2 separate regions of the Ovis aries genome follow, and region 2 is linked to region 1. Evidence: chromatin contacts called from public Hi-C data. All regions are on one chromosome and are shown on one strand. The core of a region is the stretch at or near the end of the contact, and the rest is flanking DNA. Distances in the headings are between cores, read along the strand shown. Region 1 overlaps NARS2 (asparaginyl-tRNA synthetase 2, mitochondrial). Region 2 overlaps GAB2 (GRB2 associated binding protein 2).

Region 1 (3,275 bases), core at 466-2,965:
CTCGGTCCTGTCAATTCCTGCCATTTTGGCCTCAGACTCTCAGCTCTGTCTCTTCAACTCAGGAAATCTGCTGAGCTCTGCTTTATTTATTCCTGCTTCCTGTTGTCATTTGGGAAATCTTAAAGCAATAAGCTGGGCTGCTGGAGGGGTTCACTATGTTTGTTTCCTGTCTCTCAGGGTGCACTCTCCTTTGTTGTCTGATGTTCAGTGTCTTGAAAACTGTCGTTCCATGTGGTTTGCTTGTGGATTCTTTTGTTTTGTTTTTTGGTTGTTTCAGACAGGAGGGTAAATCTAGTTCCTGTTTCTCCATCTTGGTCCTAGAGATTTTATATACAGTAAGCACTAATTTTAAAGGATTATTGATGATCAAGTAGGTTGATCTAATGACTAAAGACATGTATCTCATTTAGCTTTGCTTTTCAGCCATTTATTCCCAACCCAGGAAAGCCACAGTGGAATGTAGCTGGTCAGTTGATGAGACCCTCCTCCCATGTGGTGGATGGAAGGGCTCCAAAGGCAAGAGTGAGCCAATAGATAAAGTTCAGCATTATTCCATGTAGTTTTGGAACTCTTCCTAAGGCACTTCTCCACATCCAGCTCATTTGGGAAGATTGTCTAACAGCATACCCTTCCCTTGGACAGCATCCAACTTCATGCACGTGCAGCCCTGCTATAGAGCACTAGAAAATTCTCGCTCTCTGCAGAGCTCCTTAAGAGAGAATTTCTGGTGTGACAGCTAAAGAACAGCGTGGCTTTAACGCATAAGAATAAACAAAGGAAAATAAATCACATTACCCGTTATGGTTTAAAGAGGTACATTTTCATATACTGTCATAAGCTTTCTCACACAGCTCCCATGTGGCTTTTCAGTAATGCTTGAACTATACAAACAGAAAATTTGTTCAGGTGTAGAAGTATTTTCCCCCATTTGTCTTCAGCTATTGGCCAGTGGACCTGCTTCAATTCTGAAAGTTTTATGGATTTCTGGCCACTAGGTGGTGGTATTGGCAGTCCATTAACAAGTGGGCTTTTCCTAATTCATGCATTTCACTTGTTTTTTTAAACACATTTGTTTATTATCTGAAGTTTTTACAGATAAACTATTTTTACATGAGAGAATAAACTATAAAACTCTGAAATCAAAGAATCAGCAAAGAAAAATTTAAAAAACATTTTGTGCTGTGCTTAGTCGCTCAGTTGTGTCTGATCTTTGTGACCCCATGGACTGTAGGTTGCCGGGCTCCTCTGTCCATGGGATTCTCCAGGCAAGAATACTGGAGTGGGTTGCCATGCCCTCCTCCAGGGAATCTTCCCAACCCAGGGATCTTTTAGGTGGTTAAAAATAATGGATTTTTGCAGTGTTAGACATGTTTCTAAAGATAGGCACTTTTGAATCTTAAAAATTCACTTTTTAATTGTAATTGTAAGGCCCTAGAAAACATAATCTTGATATTCCCCTTTTAAGATGTTACCCACTTGTGTATGAGTGTTATAGGACATACTAAATTATAGTTATATATTATTCTGTACTGGGTGCTGTTTCTATGTTTGTTACTTTAGGCTCCTGAAAAGATGTTAATACATTTGCCCTTTCTTGGTGAGTTGAGTTTCTTCCTCTGAGTATCAGATTGTTTCCTTCTCAGCATGGCAGTGCCTCAAAGCCTGTCACAGTGGGGAGTGTTCTTTGACGCTGGGTTAAATGACCCTGGACTGCTGTGTCTCTGAGTTCCCGTGACTGCTTTTTATGGGTGTGTTTCTGGGTTTTGTTTGGTTGGTTGGTCTCCTCCTGCTGTTACTGGTTGCCAGGGGTGCGCCTGCGGCCGGCAGTTGCTGTCCTGTTTCTTTTCTGTTGAGTCTGATTAAATAATGATACTTGTTTTTTTTGTGTTAAAAACAGTCCATGAGTCTTTGAGTAATACATATGGGCCTTAGTACACAAATTTTTAATTTTCAGGTACTCATTGTTTCATCATATCTGATTGTAGAAATATGTATCTGTCCAAATACTTAGATATTTAGAGGTGGTGGGTGAGATCTAAATAATTGGGCCACTATTTTTGCCCGCTTCTCTGGCATTTGTATCTCTCGTTAGGAACCCCTTTGCTATGGGATGGGATAAGTACTTGACATCGGAACCCCATTGGAGGCAGCCGCTGACAGTACCCTTGCTATTTATTTTCCTACTTTGCTGTTCACTTTCTCATTTTTGGACTTTGTTCTCACCTTTGTTATTCCTTTGTACCTTCTTTATAACTTTTGGTGGTAATGTTATAGTCTTAGATATGATAGGCCTTGCTAGCACTGTTTAGACTTAAAAAGCTGGTGACGCCTTTTGGGAGGTTTAGCATTATTTGAGTAATTTTTATTTTTTTAAATCCCATCCAGTTATTTCCATACGATTTACAGCATTGTTTCTCGAAGCAGTTGACCAGTTCTAACTCTGGCAATTACATTCAGCCGTTAAATTTTCTCCTCCCTTTCCCCTCCCTCTGGCCACCCTCATTTCCTTTGGATTTTTCACTTCCTTTCTTTGTTTACTGCACTCATGCTCATAGTTGCCTGCATTCATGTGGAATAAATGATTCATGTCCATAATTCTTGGCTCCTGGGAGATAAAAGTTTAATGCAGTCATGTTATTGATTCTGTTTCATTTGTTCTCCATAATGTGCTCTCTGCAGCACTTCTCCGAATGTTGTTCCCAGATTAAGTACATATTTGAATACTTCTAAGACTCCTAATTTATAGCTTGAAAATGTAATCACTGTACCTCATAAGGCAAGTACTTGGCTGGATGCTTTGTATCCTAGCCACAATACTTGAATTCAGTCTTACTAGGAAGGAAGGGGCAAATATGGGAGGCCCCTGGTAGTGCACTGACATATTTTACATTCCGCCCGTGACCGGCAGAATGTAGCAGAGATTAGATGTGTATATGAGTTTCCCCAGTGGCTCAGCTATAAGGAATCTGTGTGCAGTGCAGGAGATGGCCGGTTTGATCTCTGCGTCAGGAAGATTCCCTGGAGGAGGGTGTGGCAACCCACTCCAGTATTCTTGCTGGGAAAATTCCATGGACAGATGAGCCTGGAGGGCTACAGTCTAAGGGATTGCAAAGAGTTGGACACCACTGAAGTGACTGAGCACACAGGCAGATGTTTATATATATGAATTTATTATGTTGGTTTCAAGAGCAAAATGTGTCTATTAAACACATATTCTTCTGCCTTTGCAACATAAATTCACTATAGCTGCTCCCACCCCTACCTTGCAACATTTA
Region 2 (3,275 bases), core at 544-3,043, 320 kb after region 1:
ACCCTTAGGGTGGAGGTGGGAGCAGAGACCAGAGGAAGTACAAGAGGAGCAGAGACTGCTGAAGGCAGAGACGTGGGGCTCAAAAGCCCCAGGTACCAAGTGTCTGACATTCCCGTTGGTGGCTCAGAGTTCGCCTCTGAGTGCGGTGGCCTGGCGCGGACGGAGACCCCAGGAAGCCCTGCATCGGCCAGCAGAGCCCCCTCCTGCCTGGGGCTCCCAGGAGCAGCAGCTGTCCCCTCCCGGTCCAGCTCCCCCGCTCTGCGGGGTCAAAGGCAGGGAGGAGTGCCTGCAGGGAGCTGTGTCTCTTCCCCACCTGGCTGCTCCCTGCTCTGTGACTGTCTCAAGGGCCAGTTAACCCAGTGCCCTCTCTAGACCTGATTGCAGTAACTTTTACATTCGAAACTGTTCAACTGCATCCCATCCCTAGGACAGAAGCACAACGGTTCTCAGCCTGCCCCGGGGCTAAGGCCCCCAGCGGTGGCCACCCCACCCTGCCCTGCCCATGGCCCTCTGACGGAGCTCCGGAAGCTGGAAGCAGGGCGCAGGGCAGGAGGGAAGTCGGTGTGTCCTTCCCCTCTCCGTCCGTCCGTCCTTCTGCGCACAGCGAGGGTCAGAGGCTGCGCACAGGAGCGCTCAAGCTGCCGCCTTCCAAAACTCAGCTATTCGGGGGGCCAGTGGGCCGCCTGCTGCGGGGCTGGCGTGTATTTGGTGGTGTGTGTTCTTACGTGTTTGTTGGTTACACGTGTCTTGAAATGTAGAATCATTTTCACGGAATCATTGCTTTATCAAGAAGAGAAAATGGGCTAGAAGAAGTCCACTCTTAGGTTTCTGGCCCTGTTACCATTTAAAATTGACATTTAATTTTTCAAATTGCTGTTGGTGCCTAATCACTTAAGTTATTAATTTATTGTTTTCTTTAAAAAAAAAAATTGTAACATGTATTTATCCTGTGAGTAGGTCTGGGGTGGGATGGGAATGCGTTCACAGGCGTCCTGTTTTTGCGGTGGGGACACATGGTACAGGCCTGGAGCTTGCAGGGCCCTTGTTACTGGAGTGGCGGAGCTAGATGACAATAAAGTCCGTGAGAAGCAAGCAGAGAGGCTGCGGCATCTGCCTCGTCCAGGGGGTGGGCAGCGGGCTTCACAGGACACCGGTCCTCGGCCAGACAGTCCGCCCCCATCCCCGGCCACGCCACCTTCCACTCAACAGGAGATGACTGGGGGCCTTTCCTGGCTGTAAGAACAAGTGCAAATCCTCCTCACCTTGGAATCTGTATTCCTGGTGTGTGAAATGGAAGCAATAGCAACCTCTGCCCGCTCATCTTTCTTCAAAGGCGCGCTGGACCACAGAGGTGAGTTCTAAGCATGACCGTTCGGTCTCTGACAGACCTGTCAGCCCACCTGCGCTGGTCCCTGACTCTCAGGGCTCCGTGGGCTTTGGGGCCAAAGCTCAGCTCTTCCACTGTAGCCCAGGAAGCCCCTGGCCAGGCAGTCACTGTGCCAGGTTCCCAGATGGGCGGGCCCTGAGGGCTGCAGGCTGCTTTGCTCCTGGCCTGAGCCCACCCACCCAGGTTATCAGGGGTAAGAAAGGAGTGTGGGAGCAGCCGCGAGCTCCAGGCAGCCAGCCCGGAGCTGATCGATGAATCCGTCTACAGTGTCCTGTCCGGGCGGCCCCAGCCTGTGCACCCGTCTCTCCAGAGTCAAACCCCACCCCCCATTCCAGGCACATCCCACCAGGCCTCACATTTACACAGCACTTCCGTGCAGGGCACACTCACCTCCCCGGTGCAGCACGCAGGTCAGCAGGGCAAGGGGGTGTCCCTGCCTTCCTGCCCAGAGACCGCGAGAAGCCATGGCTAGAGCGGGAGGAACGACAGCTTTGAAGGCTTCAGAGAACCTCTTTTTATTCCTGTTTGAGACCCTGGTTCTCTCCTCTCCGTTTAGAAAGGGTACAGCAGTGTCAGGGCACAACGCGGGCAGTATCTGCTCCTCACCAGACCGCCCCCACCAGCCCCGGGGACCGTGACCAACAGCTGAGGCGCTGAGCCAGCCAGCGTCCCTCAGGACAGACGTCGTGAGACACACACACACACTTGCAGTAAAATAAGGCCTCTCTCTCATACCCAGAAGGGGGGATCTCAGGCACTGAGGCGGGAGATGGGGCTAAGGGGCCGTCCGTCCCCTCCGCATTGCGGCTGGACACCCTCCGCATTGCGGCTGGACACCCTCCACATTGCGGCTCGGGGCTGGCGGGGCTGGGGGGCCTCTCTGACCCCACGCCAGCCCGCTTCCCACCTACGCTCCTCACAAGGGGACAGCGTCAGCACCCACGCACATCGCCTCAGGCCCCTCAGAGAAGCACGATGCGGCCGGAGGGGCGACACGCAGCCCCTTGTTTGTGCTGGGGCTGGGACCCTCCTCGGGTCTGTACTATAGAGAGACAGAATTGTCTGAAAGGAGCTGGAAGGGAACTGCTGCTTGATGGCAAATACGGGGCAGGGGCTGAGGCCCAGAGAGTGTCCATCTCAGCTAATCCAAGCTGACCACAACTCGGGTGCAAGTCTTAAGGGGGCTGATCCCAGCGTCGGGGCCTGAGGGCAGTTTAAGGGACCCGGGTCTCACCTCCGCCTCTGAGTCTCTGTGCCTGCCAGGCTGAGGCTGGCAGCCCCTGCTCCATCGCTTTCGCCCTTGGAAGGGGCTGCCTCCATAGCCTCCCCCAGACCCCACCTGGCCGAGCGCCTCTGCCCGGGACCTGGGCCCCCCACCCCGAGGTCGGCTGTGGCACCCCACAAGTGCGAGCAGGCCAGGGCGGGGGGGTGGATCGAGGGTTCCCATTAGAAGACCAGTCTGTGGAAGTCACCACCGCTGCCACCTGCAGGGCTGCAGCCCCCGGGAGGGCCTTTGTCCTCATCTTTGTCGTCGTCAAAGCCCCTCCGCCAGTGCGGGGACGCGGGGAGTGCGGAGATGTAGGCCGCCCTGCTCCGCGCCTCCTTCTCCTGCTCCTGGAAACACAGATGGGGATGGAGCAGGAGGTTTCAAACGTAGGCTCCGAAGCCACAGTGCTCCCTTCACCACCCACAACCACCCCCCACCCCCCGTCCCTACCCGCCGCTGCGGCCACCCAGCCCTTCGGAGCTTCACCCCTGTGGAGGGAGCACCTCAGCTTCCCCCCAGGGATACTCCTGCTCAGCCGGAGGATGGGAGGGCTGGACCCACAGCCATCCTGTATCTAGGTTTCGAAACCATTCCTCCTCCCCTCCCAGTATAAACTCCCAG

Evidence for each region. Hi-C and Micro-C count contacts between places; a contact is called where the count stands out from the background.
Region 2: a Hi-C map of liver shows a contact between it and region 1, with 4 times the contacts expected there. The contact joins two enhancer-like sites. A contact is called at or near these places in 8 of 16 Hi-C or Micro-C datasets (blood, hypothalamus, liver and 2 more).

What each region holds. Positions count from the first base shown.
Region 1 is chr21:15,088,111-15,091,385 of ARS-UI_Ramb_v3.0, forward strand. The region is part of intron 4 of NARS2 (asparaginyl-tRNA synthetase 2, mitochondrial); the gene reads left to right. Among named protein-coding and RNA genes, the nearest start is that of NARS2, 16 kb to the left of the region's middle. Within about 2 kb of position 1,716, at least 14 of the 54 cell types and tissues checked have an H3K27ac peak or open chromatin away from gene starts, as enhancers often do. A contact at or near this core is called in liver, where this site is marked.
Region 2 is chr21:15,403,443-15,406,717 of ARS-UI_Ramb_v3.0, forward strand. It overlaps GAB2 (GRB2 associated binding protein 2), which reads left to right. Exons shown (of 10, transcript XM_027959276.2): 10 at 1-1,092. USP35 (ubiquitin specific peptidase 35) reads right to left here. Exons shown (of 11, transcript XM_060403948.1): 11 at 1,887-3,001. The coding sequence ends at 2,834. Among named protein-coding and RNA genes, the nearest start is that of USP35, 62 kb to the right of the region's middle. Within about 2 kb of position 1,794, at least 6 of the 54 cell types and tissues checked have an H3K27ac peak or open chromatin away from gene starts, as enhancers often do. A contact at or near this core is called in liver, where this site is marked.